Regions from separate parts of the Mus musculus genome. Here region 1 is linked to region 2. A link is a contact called in public Hi-C data. All regions are on one chromosome and are shown on one strand. Each heading gives the region's core, a stretch centred on a gene start, on an enhancer-like site or on the middle of the called end of the contact. The rest is flanking DNA. Distances are from core to core; before and after follow the strand shown. Region 1 has its middle 12 kb from the start of Gm39311. Region 2 overlaps Bmper (BMP-binding endothelial regulator).

Region 1 (6,147 bases), core at 3,489-5,988, 100 kb before region 2:
GACAAACTTAAAGGAGACATGCATCAAAACTAAAAAACACCCTGGGGAAACCAGGAACATGTGTTATCCAGACCTGCTGAAAAGCATTGCCTACCCCAAACCTTCCCACTGAGGCTCCTAGCCAGGGCTACTAGACATTAGACACTCAGGTTGATTCAAGACCAATGTGAGAATTGGCATGTGACTGGTAACTGAGGCTAAAGGACTCATCACCAGCTTCTCTTATGCCTGTGTCATCGTCTGGCATACTCCTTCCCTCTCCTGAACAAACAGCAGACCGCCTGGTTGAGAGGTATTCGCCACCTCTGTTTCTCTTCTCCATGACTCTTCTCCTTAAAATCTCCTGTAGCTCTGTGCACTGCTGTCTTGGGGTGTGTATAGAGCAGAGAACCTCAACTCATATGCATGAAAAATGTCAGCATTTTATTACTGAGACAAAACACCTGAGATAGCAACCTAGGTGGAGAAACATCCATTTTGCTTTTGTTCTCATGTGATTTCAGCCAATAGTTGCCTGACTCTGTTGCTGTGTACCTGGGGTACACAGACAATGTGTGGGAGCAAAACCACTCGTTCATAATTGCTGGAAAACAGAGCAACAGCAAGGAATGTCCAGTGTCCAAGGACACAGCCCTGACAGACACACCAGTGACCTGCTTTCTCCATCCAGGCTCCAGCTTTTACAGACCTTGTTCACACAGATTCAATGGATTAATACTCTGATAAGGCAAAACAAATAAAATCAGCCAGGATCCAATTATTTCCCAAAGCAAAGCCCATCAGCTAACAACCAAGTTTTTTATCACATGAGCTCTCTTGGAGACATTTTATATCCAAACTATAACATGAAACAAGACACTAGAAAAATCATCCCTAGAACAATATCTAGGTAGGCTATGTTCACGTGGCAAAGACAGGGGCTTTAAAAGTTTCTGATAGAATCAAAAAATACACTGAGCCGTGGCCAATCTGCAGACAGACTTGCATTTAGATGATTTGAGAGAGAGGTAAATCCTGAAAGATACAGAGAACAGATCCAAACCGCAGTACATACAGTGTAAGTAAGCCCCAAGAAAGGCAATAGAGGAGATACAGCAGGACTAATCCGTGAGGAGATGACAAAGAAATCTTCCTCAAGCCTCCAAGATTAAAAGTGCCATATTCCTGCTTAAGATTCTGCAATCTAAGCAGCCCAAGAAATAGTGGGAACTGAACAGTGTGCCCCAGTTACCTAAGGGCTGTGAGAACTGAGTGGTCCTGGAAGACCTAGGCTGCCCTGAGCACCAGCCTGTCTGGCATGCTTTTTGTTAGCTTAGGTGCAATTAGGAAACTTTGCTCCAAAAATTATCTATTAAATGACATAATACACAGGTTGTTTTTAATGGTGCAAAACAGTCATCAAGTATAAGCTGTCAAGTAACAAGGAGCACACTGTCTTCCTTGGTGTAGTTTTGATCCTGATCAGTCAAGTTAGAGTCTAGTTTGATATTTTCTTTCAAAACCTGGATTATTATGTGTTTAGAGCAATGTTGAAAGTCAAGTAAGGACTGTTAATTAGACCATGTTGTAGAAGAAGAAAGGAAAGGAGAGAAGGAGGGAGGGGGGGAGGGAGGGAAGTAGAGAGAGTCCAGGGGTATCTTCTTAGCAAGCTTTATGATAAGACTGCTGATATATTACTAAAATATAGGTTTTGAGGATGGAGAAGTAGCTTAGCAGTTAAAAGCTGATTGCTGCTCTTCGACGGGACCTGAGTTCAGCACTGGACAATCACATGAGTTGGTACTGCAATTTGTCTCTCTCTCTGCTAGGAGTCTTGATGTCTGCTCGCCCCTAGAGAAGACAGAGCAAAGGCCAGAACAGAGAATCCACAGCCCGTGTTTCCCTTTGATGCATCAGATGCCACTGCATGCCCGACTGGAAGGGAAAAGCATGACATGGGACGAATGCTGTGGTTCCCGGCTCTCAGGTGCTGCTGATATACTGCCTGAAGAGGAAGTCTGAACGGATCCGAGAGTTCCCCATTTCCCCTTGGGGCAACTTCATGCCAGGCAGAAAGGGGAAGGAAGAGCCCGAGAGGAGCAAGGTTCAGTCTGATTGAAAGCAAGTGCTGAGTTCAGGGAGGACAGGAGAAGAGAAAAGCCTTTGGGAGTCTTAGGCACTGCTCCTTTAGGTGAAAGCTTTCCAAGCAGTGATCTTTGATGAAGCAGCTCTCTGAGATGGTCTTTGTTTGTTCATATTGCTTTATTGGGGGATGCATACACCTTATTTGGAGTGATCCAGGGATTATATACCTCTTGAGAGAAGGGCATGAGAATATCCAGAAAGAGAAGGTCATTGGCTGAAGGCTAAGGCTATCTAGGTGCCTCATTAGCATGGAGAAGAACTCCAGGTGTTATGCTGTGTGACTGAGTGCCTGTGGTTCTCTGTGTGGCCTCAGAACAGGCATTGGAGGCTGAGAGGGGGTAGCTCCAACCCTACTGTCTCCGATCTCTGAGATTCCCAGTTCTGGTAGCATGGTCCCACATGCCCTGAAATGGGTGACTCACAACTGCCTGTGACTCAAGTTTCCAGGGGATCAGATGCCCTCTTTTTGGTTTCTATAAGCACCTATATGTATATGCCATAAATTCACACAGGTATACATATCTATACATAAATAAAAATAACAAAAATAAATCTTTTAAAAAAAGAACATATGTCTGACTTCATGGAGATAAGGTATCAGGGAGTAAAAATATCACCACCATAATTTACTTTTTGTACCCAGCTCTATACATAGCCCATATGCAGTTCTTGGATAAAGTAGAATCCCACTACTCCTTTTCTTTGTGAAGATAAGATTCTATACATTCAGTATCTTGTGTATCAGAAGAGAGAGAGATCTAATGGATAGTCATTGGTATCAACATTGTTCCTATCATACACCAGATAAAACTGCACGTGGTCTAGCCATTAGCAAAATTATATTAAAATGTGTATGTCTAATTTCATACACCATTGTACACACGATCATTATCTCAAAAGGCCTGAATTATGCTTCTAATACATTAATTTAATTACCCTCTGTATTCTGATAGAAGCCATTACAGCCCATATCATTGGCTTTGAAAGACGCTACAATCACTTTCTGGTGAAGGAAGCATCCTGGTTAATAAATAGCTGTCATCATACACATTATACAGCCATTGCAAATTCTCAAGAAATAGGATAACATCAACTTAACAGCAAAATGTACCCATAAGAAATAGGTCTCTTGCATTCATATTGCTCTGGTGATCCTCTTGCCTCTGCCTCTTCAGTATATCCTATCATAGCATATGCTATGATAACTCTCTTATGTTGTATTGGAAGAACAAAGGTCTAGGGATACAAGGAACGCTAAACACACAGAGTTGTCTTTTCTAAGAAAAAGATGTGTAACATGTTTTTCCACCAGAAGGCTGATAATGGAGGTGATTAATAGTGTGGTGATCTTCATGATTTGTAGGGCCAGGCCATACAGAGCTGCCACAAGTAGGCCAGAGGTGGCTAAGAGTCTAGATGACCTTTGCATTATCTAGATAGGCAGTGGCTCTCCCAAGCTCTCACCACTAGGATAGGTGATCTCTGTTTTACCTGTATGCACAAGGAATTTCCCCACACTCCCATAACAAGCACAGGAGGAAGCTAATAGCCCCAAATACCTCTACTAGCTGCATCCTATACCACACCAAATTCTCTCCTAGGCCTTTACGGTAACACATGTACCCTGTCTTTAGAACATCTTTATGGATGTATTTTAAGAAGAGTGGATTGTGGTACACCAGGAATTTTTTCCCCTAAATTGTACTGTATTTAAATATATTTACAATAAACTACCCAGAGTGAGATTCTAGAAGTTTGAACCAATACCAGCTAGTTTATACAGAACTAGATATCCTTCCTGTTTCATGCTGTTACTCTGCCAGCTGTGGCATTTACAGAGACACTACCTACAGTGCCTTTACAGTAAAACCTTTTTAAGCCCTGGTTTAATTCATTTAATAAATCTTTACAAACAAATTGTCTCTATTCAAATGTTTTCCTTTCTATAAATATTTTATGAGATTTGAATTTTAAGGAAGAGAAGGAAAGAAGTGTATTCTATGGTTTATTAAGACACAAACACTGTATTTTTCTCAGTGTGGGGGAGGGTGTGTGAGAGGTGCAGGGAAGACTGGGAGTGAGGGTGGGAGTTTGTGTGGTATGTATGGGGTGTGAGGGCGTGTATGGAGTGTGGGGTGTGGGGATGTCTGTGGGCTTGTGTGTAGGGTGTTGGGGCTGTGAGGGGTATGTATGTGAGTTGGGTTGCAGGTGTCTGACTTACAGTTCTCTTCATACTTCAATAGAAAGCACCTGGGATCTTTTTTTTTTTTTGCCTTTTATTGGATATTTTCTTTATTTACATTTCAAATGTTATCCCCTTTCCAGATCTCCCCTCCTATTAGCATAAATTCTGGGTTAGGGAGTCTTACATGGGATCTAGATTCTGAGTTCCTTACAAGCATCCAGGTAAGGCTGATGTGGGCAGACCTCAGGCCACATACCATTAATGTTCCTTAGACTCTTTTGGCCATTTTCACTTCAGGTTCTAAAATATAACCTCCTCACTTTGAGATCTATATGCAGAACCTATGTAGCTTCTTGGTATACCTGGGAGTTGTGGATTAAGGGGAACACAGCATTAAACACACTTGACACGTATGCTTATAGGTCACAGGTCTGGAGTCAACTCAGCTCCTCACAGGTCCTGTCTACTCAGCCACTCAGTGCTTAGTATTTATCAGTAAGGCTTTCTATTAAAATGTCAGTACACTATTAACTAAATTTAGGGGAAACCTTTTCATGTTAATAACATGCTTTTCAATAAGTACTTCAATCATACTATTGTGAACATTTATCACAAAATTTTTAGGAGGTGAGTTATCTTTTTACTCCTAATGTATGGTCCCTGAGCTGGAAATAAACCATGTCAGATAGAACTGACAGCAGTTTCATCACTGTCTGAAACTTTCCTTTTGTCTATTCTTTGCTTAAGTGTTTTATTTAGAAACCACAGGAGTCAGTGGAAATGAATCATCTCCTGTCCTCAGCAATGGCCATTAGTCACACTCATGAGAAACAACTGCATCTGAGGCCAGCAGGAGGGCCAGTCCAGGTACTCACAGTTATAATTACAGCATTAAGCCAAACATCTCTGGACCAGGCCAGATGATATATGACTTTCTTGAAGGCAAACAGGATAAGAGTCTTTGGCAGGGATAGGCACATCTTCTTTCTGATGAATGAGGCAAAGCTAACCTAGGAGGCTACTGGAGCCATATGTCACACCAACCAAGCAATTAAAGAGAAATGGTTCTGTACGTTTGAACTTTCTGCAGCCGATCTAGGGATTTCAGGGGCAAGAAAACGTTGGAACAGAAGTAGAGGCTTGCTGATAACATACACTTAGGAGAACACACTAAACAACCTGGCCTGCTACCTACTGTTTAGAGGAAAGAGAAAAGGGAAGCAACTAGGGAACTGACTCGCGGTCAGCAAAATAGTTGAGCTTCTAAATTGGCTGTCTTAATAGAAAGAGAGGAGAGGGACGTGAAGAAAAGGAGCAGTGCATGTGGACATCTATAAACAAGACAAAAAGATAGGCAGAGCACATTCGTAGGAGTGGACTGTACAGCGCAGTAGGGGCGGGGCTACACGTGTTGTATAGCGATTTCCTCTTCATTGAAAGATTTCCTCCTGGAAGGAAAAGAGACGCATGAAGTACATAAGAAACACGTAACACTCAGGCAATTCGTAATACGTCCAAGACATAGCAGGCTCCTTCCTGAGGTCATATAAGCATCAGACAATGGAGGGGAGCAGGCGGGAGACTCCATAGTGGTGTAGTTGTCTACCCAATGCACAGAAAACTGCTGTGGTGCAGTGTTCCTGAGTTGTCATGCATGCATTTTGATGATGCAGCTTCCAGAGAGTTGCCCATGCTGTGTTCACATCTGTCCTGATCCATTCTTCACTAAGCTGGACATGTATGGAACTGTGGCTGTGGTTTCCCATTGCCCTCTTTATCTAACATGAGTAGAAATAGGTTTCTCGGGAAAATAAATGCAAACATTTTATAGCTGTATT
Region 2 (6,344 bases), core at 836-3,335:
AAAGCATAAATCAACGAAGAGGACGACATGACCACCTTGCACAACAAAGGGTTGAGCACCAGCCTCACAGGCCATAACTATACGGGGTGTGGGAGGGGCTCACAAGATTGAGCCTTTACTTCACAGGCCATGGCTACAAATGGTCAGAGGGGACTCACAGGGTTGAGCATTTGCCAAAGGCCATGACTATACCTAGTGGCCAGGGGCTAAAAGGGTTGAGGACTTTTCTCGTAGTTCTTGGCTACACAGGACCTCAAAATAAGCTCTTTCTGTAGAAATCCTTTCTGTTCTTGTTTTCATGTGGAGCTTCTTATATTCCTATCCTGTCTTCTAGATGATTTTTTTTTCTTAATTTAGTGATTGTGGGAAAATAAGACTTGATGAGATAATTCTGATTTAATAAGATATTTTCAGAAAAGCACATATTCATTATTGTAAGAATAATATAACATATAGCTTTTTGTGTTATTAAAAATCTTCCAGTAGTGCTAAAATAAACATGGCTGTGCTTCCTAGCAACAGCAAAGCCAAGTAGATCTCCTGTGGCTTTCTCTGGGTCTAAGGGCCATTTTTGATGAACAGAGGTGAGGGCTTCTGCTTCCAGACAAAGTGCTGAAAGGGCACAAGGATTAAACTTGGGAATCTCTGCTCTGTTTCCAGGAGAACAGGAATCAAGCCATCAGAGACAGCAGCCAGACATGGAAGAGTGCTTTCTCCTCTGCCATCAAAGAGGAACTTTGCCTGGACTGTAGCTTTCAACCTGTAGGTCAATTTTTCTGAGACTAAGGACCAATGGGGCAAAACTTAGCAGCAGCAGAAAAGACAAAAGAAAAAAAAAAAAAAGAAACCTAGAAAACCACATTGTGGTCATGGCTGTCCTTGTTTGTATCTGTTCTTAGAAGCTGGTGAAACTATCTTAGGCTGGTTGATGTTTGGGAAACTCAGAGAAGAGGTCAAGAGAAGTGAGAGGCAGCCATGGTCAAGTGGGTCAGCTACCATGAGACTACTAAATGATTCATCTACACTTTAACCCTTAAAATTCTGCCCTCATTGTTGAATCTGAGTTTCAAAGAAGCATCCAGGCTTGGTAACAATGGAGAGGTGGCCTATCTATATCACATTATGCATCAAAAAAATCTGATCCAGGTAACAGAGGTCCACATTCTCCTGAAGGCTATATGGACACTTAAACACACTTGGGCTTACCTGTCCACAAGAGGGAAATGGCACTGTAATATGTAAAGAGAGGCTACTGGATCCAATGACTTGGACCAAGGTGTGAGTTGTTTTATTGGGTTAAAGAAAGAATAGAAAAGCTTGCAGAGCCAACACAGGAAGAAATTTCTATTTCTATTTCTATTTCCAGATCATTCCTGTGTGGGCCAGCTACAGTTTGGCACCACTGTCGCATTTGTCCACTGTGACACAAATTCTGACCAGAATATTATGACTGCTGGGGTTGGCAGGACAGCACTCCAAGTCTGAGCTGCTCTGTAGTGTGTGAACAAAGCCATAGAGCACTGAGGATGGGAGTCTAGCTGGCTTTTCTTGTTACCGATACAAAAGAGATCTGGGGCCCAGCCTCATCCCTCCCCTCCTCCACTTTACCCCAGGTTAGACCTTTGGCTGACTCCTAAGTGAAAGACTCCTAGTGAAGTCTATGCTTATCGAAGGAAGAAAGCAAGACACATAGACTAAAGCAGACAGTCTTCACTGAAAAGGAGAGGGGGAGGAGAGGGGGGGAGGGGAGGGAGAGAGAGAGAGAGAGAGAGAGAGAGAGAGAGAGAGAGAGAGAGAGAGAGAGAACACGAAGACTAAATATCAAACTCTAAACAATCTGTTGTGGCAGAAAGCCAGTGCAATTGAGAAGTTGTGGACAGATTCCATTGGGTGTGTCAAGGGCAGCCAGAAGGCCTTCCTGTTGCAAGATACATGAGATGGACCTTGAGCATCTGTGGAATTTTCTTGGTTACAGAACCAAGCAAATTGGGAAATTACAGAAAAGGGAGGGGCTGTGGGGTAGGGTTTCCAGATCTTCATATCCTAGACTGGACAGTCAGTCACATGGTCAACTTCTCAACACACACGGATAGACATACAAAAAAGAAGTCTCACTGGACAATTGTGTGGCCTAGAAGAACAGTCTGCACACCATCTGACTCTGACACTTCTTTCTTCTTGGCATCCAGTCCTCTAGAGATCACGTCTGTCTACTGAAATGACACAGAATGAACCCTGGTGTGCCAGGCTACAATGACCCTTCCGTTCCTTCCAAGGTAACCACAAGTTTACAAGGTTACATTCCTGCCTTCGGAGTCCTTCCTTCCTTGAAGTCTGCCCCCACTCCGGCCTTGGGAACAGTGAATGTGCAACAACTAAGTTAACAAAAGCCTTACCAAGCCATCTCGATAGAGAGGTATTTACAGTGAATGCCTGCTGTAATTGCCGGACTTTTATACACGATATACTATACTGCTCATCAGGACCTTTTAAAAAAGAAAACTACTTAAGACTACAGATACTGGGAAATTCTCATCTATTTACTACCTAGCCCACATTGTGGCAGAACTCTCAATCCTCCTGCCTCAGTCTATTTTGTGCTGGGAATACAGGACATGCACGACTGCACTTCACACAAATTGATTTTTTAATCATTATAACATTGCCTGAGAGATAAATGGCATTGCCTGAATAGCAGAAGCAGGAAAAGCACAAGAAACCCAGCACAGGCCATTATCCTCTGAGCTTCTTTGGAAGCTGATATTTTTGTGGACTAACATAGGTCTCTGTGATTACAGAGATTTATTTTAAAGGTAACAGTGCTTACTGTGGTTTTAACTTCTATAATTAATTGAAGTGGTCATATGAAATAATGGGTTTCTTTATTAAGCTTTCATATATGTATATCATTGCACTCTGATCCTCTGCATACACATCCACGACCTGGCCTCATTCTCCATCCCCATTCTGCACATGGGAACACATGGCATGTGTCTGTTTGCCCTTCTGTTACCTTCTCTTGTCCCTTCTTCCTTTTGATAGCTTCCTTGTTCTATATAGCACCTTCTACTTTTATACAAGGATATGAATATTAAAAGAAGTCCTACATGTGTCTATCCAGCAGAGTTGTGATTTTTAACAGCTATCATGCTTATTCTGGTACCTAAAAGGCATCCCTTCTTCATAACGTCATATATCAGACCACATGTGCCTATTAAGACACTGGTCCCCAGAGTTAATGCTGGCACAAGTTTCATTTTTATGGCAATCTTAGGCTATGATGTCAAAGATGCTCTGACTAAAATTTTTGAGACAAGGGGTGCTTGAGATTTCAAATCTTTCCAAAATATATACATATACAGACACAACCACATACATACATTATTCTTGGACACAAAAGGCACGTCTAAAACCCAAATTAATTCTATTTTACATATACCTTGCATACACAGCTACAGTTGCATCCCCTTAGTGTACTTGTAGTTTAATTGAAACCCATCCCATTGCAGTGAGGTGCAGAGTTTGTGGAACTTTCTACTTGAGGCATCACATTGATGCTCAGAAGGTTCCGAGTTGGACACATGCTCTTCCTGTAAAAACTGTCATGCTGTCAGGCATACCCCCTTAGCTATGGAGAGCAAACGGCTGTTGCAGGTGGGGACATCATCTTCTTGAATGGTATAGCCACTGAGGACCAGTTGGGAAGAATAAAGGGTTCAAAAGGAAAGGGTGGGATTGCCAGTGAATAAAAGGGGTTGAATGCAATTATAATGGTGTGTATATATGTGCAGCTGCCAAACAAATATTTAAAAAGAAAGAAATACCCCTGGGGAAATGAGTTGTCCTTCCTCAACTCTGAGGTATGGCTGGACCAGGAAGAGCTGACAGTGATTGCAGGCATTTGCTGGGCTCTTTCTCCTTAAGAGTTAATCCACCATGTCTCTTTGAGCTGCTCTTGGCAGAGCCTGGCATATCTTGCTAAAGGAGGGTCTCCCTCACCAGCCAAGGACAAGGAAACCTAGTCACTACCCCCCTCTAGTGGCTACAAATTAAGAGTGCCTGCTAGCAGTAAATTTTTATTCCAACATTTGCTTCTAAATCAGAAGTCTCACTCTTTTTGGAGGGTATATGATAAAGGACCACATAAAAATGGCTGTCTGGCAGAAAAATCAATCACTTTTCTCTAAAATTCGTGGTCTATCCATCACTGTCACACTCACTGTAGAACAATTGGAGGGCCAGTCAACTAAAGCCCTGTAATCTAAGGTTCTGCCCCGGGTACCTGCCAAGAAGGCTGGGAGCCTGGAATCTCACAGGCTCACTCCTCCAGAGGACAGAGCAAGGGCTGTATGTGTGGGAGAAGCCTAGACTCTATCTTTTAAACAAATTTCCTTTTGCCAAGGCATTGAGCTTTATGTGTTTTGGCTTGAAAACCAAACAACAAAAATCCTTAACTCCAACCTGCCTAACGTGAGAGAAACTTCCTCCATCACAGAGGGAATGAAAGCCAGAGCAGGGACACTACTCCCGTATACATAGCACAACACTCTGGCCACTGTGTGGAAATGGTTCTCTACCTAGGTCTCTTAGCTCTGCCCACTAAAGTAACTCACTTCTGACCCTACATATCATCATGGCTATTAGGATGTATCAAGATGGACAGCAAAAGGGAAGTGCTCCACAGCCCCAAATATGTGGGGGGAGGTGGGGAAGGAGCAGAAACCTGTCCAGCAGAACCCCCTTCCTGGGAGGGTTGCACAGCTTTCCTGCTCTCCCACTGGGCCACCTTCTTATACCCAGCAATTTGGAAGCATTCACGTCCTGACTGCTTGAGATTTTACAGAGACTTCATTGCATAGGTGTGAATCTTTGCATGCTTGCCACCGATGCTCAACTCACAGTCTCTCTCATCTCCCTGGGGACCTTCTGACATAGCAAGGAGAGAGACAGGCCAGGAGACAGGTAAGAGTTCTTGGCTCAAAATGTAAGAGAATACTTGGTCTTAGATTCCAGAAGGTGGTAGGCAAGTATTTGAGAGCAAGTGCCTTCTTGTTCTTGGGGATGAGGAGAGACCAGCAGCACCTGTAGTTCTTCCTATAGAGCTGTCTCTTGGAAGAGCAGCACGTGTGGATACAAGTTTCTCAATTGTACGTATGTGTATTTGTGGGAGTGGAGTCTGATAAGCATGGATCAAGAGGATCATAAGAAAGGAACAAGAGGCTTGGATGATTTGAAAAGGAAATACTGAAGATGGAGGAATACAGGCAGGGAGATGGGAGTGGGGACACAGTCAAGTATGTATGGAGATTCCATCAGGAGCTCAGTCAGTAAAGGTTTGGCCTTACAAGCATAGGCCTGTGCTCATCCCTGAATTCATTCCCCAGGACTCATAAAACTCTCAGCATGGTCGATATTTCTTATGCTCTCAGTGTGCGAGCACACACACACACATACACACACACACACACACACACACACACACACGCACATAAAATTTTAATGTCATGGGCAAATCTGTTATTTTATATGCTAATTAAAAATAAAATAAATAAATATTAAAAAACAAAGATGCTTTTTTTGTGAAAAGTTGGGTAAAAGACACACTGGTTTCTCTCTACTTTTTCATACAACTAAATATGGGTCTACAGTTGTCTCAAATAAAACAGAAGAAGAAAGAAAGAAAACTTGAGTGTGACCCAAAGAAACAAAGAGAAAATAAATATCTATTGTTGTACATTATATACTTAGAAGCACAATTTGTTACCATAGTAAAGAAGGAAGTAAAGACATCTATGTGCCTAATGCTTGACAAACTCCATTTTGGGTTTGTAGCTGACATAAATAGCCAGGAAGTGTGGTAGGACGCAAGTTTCCTTGCTGAAACTGTAAGTCAGAATGGTGACCACCTTTGGAGTAAGGAATAGGCAGGTAGATAGATAGGTAGACAGATAGATGGATAGATGCATAGATAGATAGATAGATAGATAGATAGATAGATAGATAGATAGATAGATAGACCAACTAAACCAGTTGTGTGCTCTTGGGCACAATATCTTCCCTCCCAGGAAATCATTTACTCTGAGTTCCATAGACAAGTAAGTATATAACAAGATATATTGTCTATGCTGCTAATCTCTAATGAAAAGAAACAAAAAGAGCCATAGCTATTATTAGAAAGGTGTAGGTGAGAGACAAGACAAGGCAGAAACCACTTGCCATTGCCCCAGCTGAATCTGCATCATGGGCAGACGAGATGGAACATGGTCGTGTCTTTTTTGTGGTTCCAGAGTGCTGCTCCTCTGCCCCACTCTCTGGGGAGTCCCGAGGTTGGCTTCTTGTATCAC

Evidence for each region. Hi-C and Micro-C count contacts between places; a contact is called where the count stands out from the background.
Region 1: a contact with region 2 is called in a Hi-C map of tail fibroblasts, with 4 times the contacts expected there. The contact joins two enhancer-like sites. A contact is called at or near these places in 23 of 484 Hi-C or Micro-C datasets (the 3T3-L1 cell line, the C2C12 cell line, the Patski cell line and 12 more) and 3 of 115 datasets of contacts at active chromatin or transcription factors (the NIH/3T3 cell line, embryonic forebrain and embryonic stem cells).

What each region holds. Positions count from the first base shown.
Region 1 is chr9:23,566,217-23,572,363 of GRCm38.p6, reverse strand. No RefSeq gene overlaps it. Among named protein-coding and RNA genes, the nearest start is that of Gm39311, 12 kb to the left of the region's middle. Within about 2 kb of position 4,738, at least 39 of the 459 cell types and tissues checked have an H3K27ac peak or open chromatin away from gene starts, as enhancers often do. A contact at or near this core is called in the C2C12 cell line, adipose-derived mesenchymal stem cells and tail fibroblasts, where this site is marked.
Region 2 is chr9:23,461,077-23,467,420 of GRCm38.p6, reverse strand. The region is part of intron 13 of Bmper (BMP-binding endothelial regulator); the gene reads right to left. Among named protein-coding and RNA genes, the nearest start is that of Gm39311, 120 kb to the left of the region's middle. Within about 2 kb of position 2,085, at least 44 of the 459 cell types and tissues checked have an H3K27ac peak or open chromatin away from gene starts, as enhancers often do. A contact at or near this core is called in the C2C12 cell line, adipose-derived mesenchymal stem cells and tail fibroblasts, where this site is marked.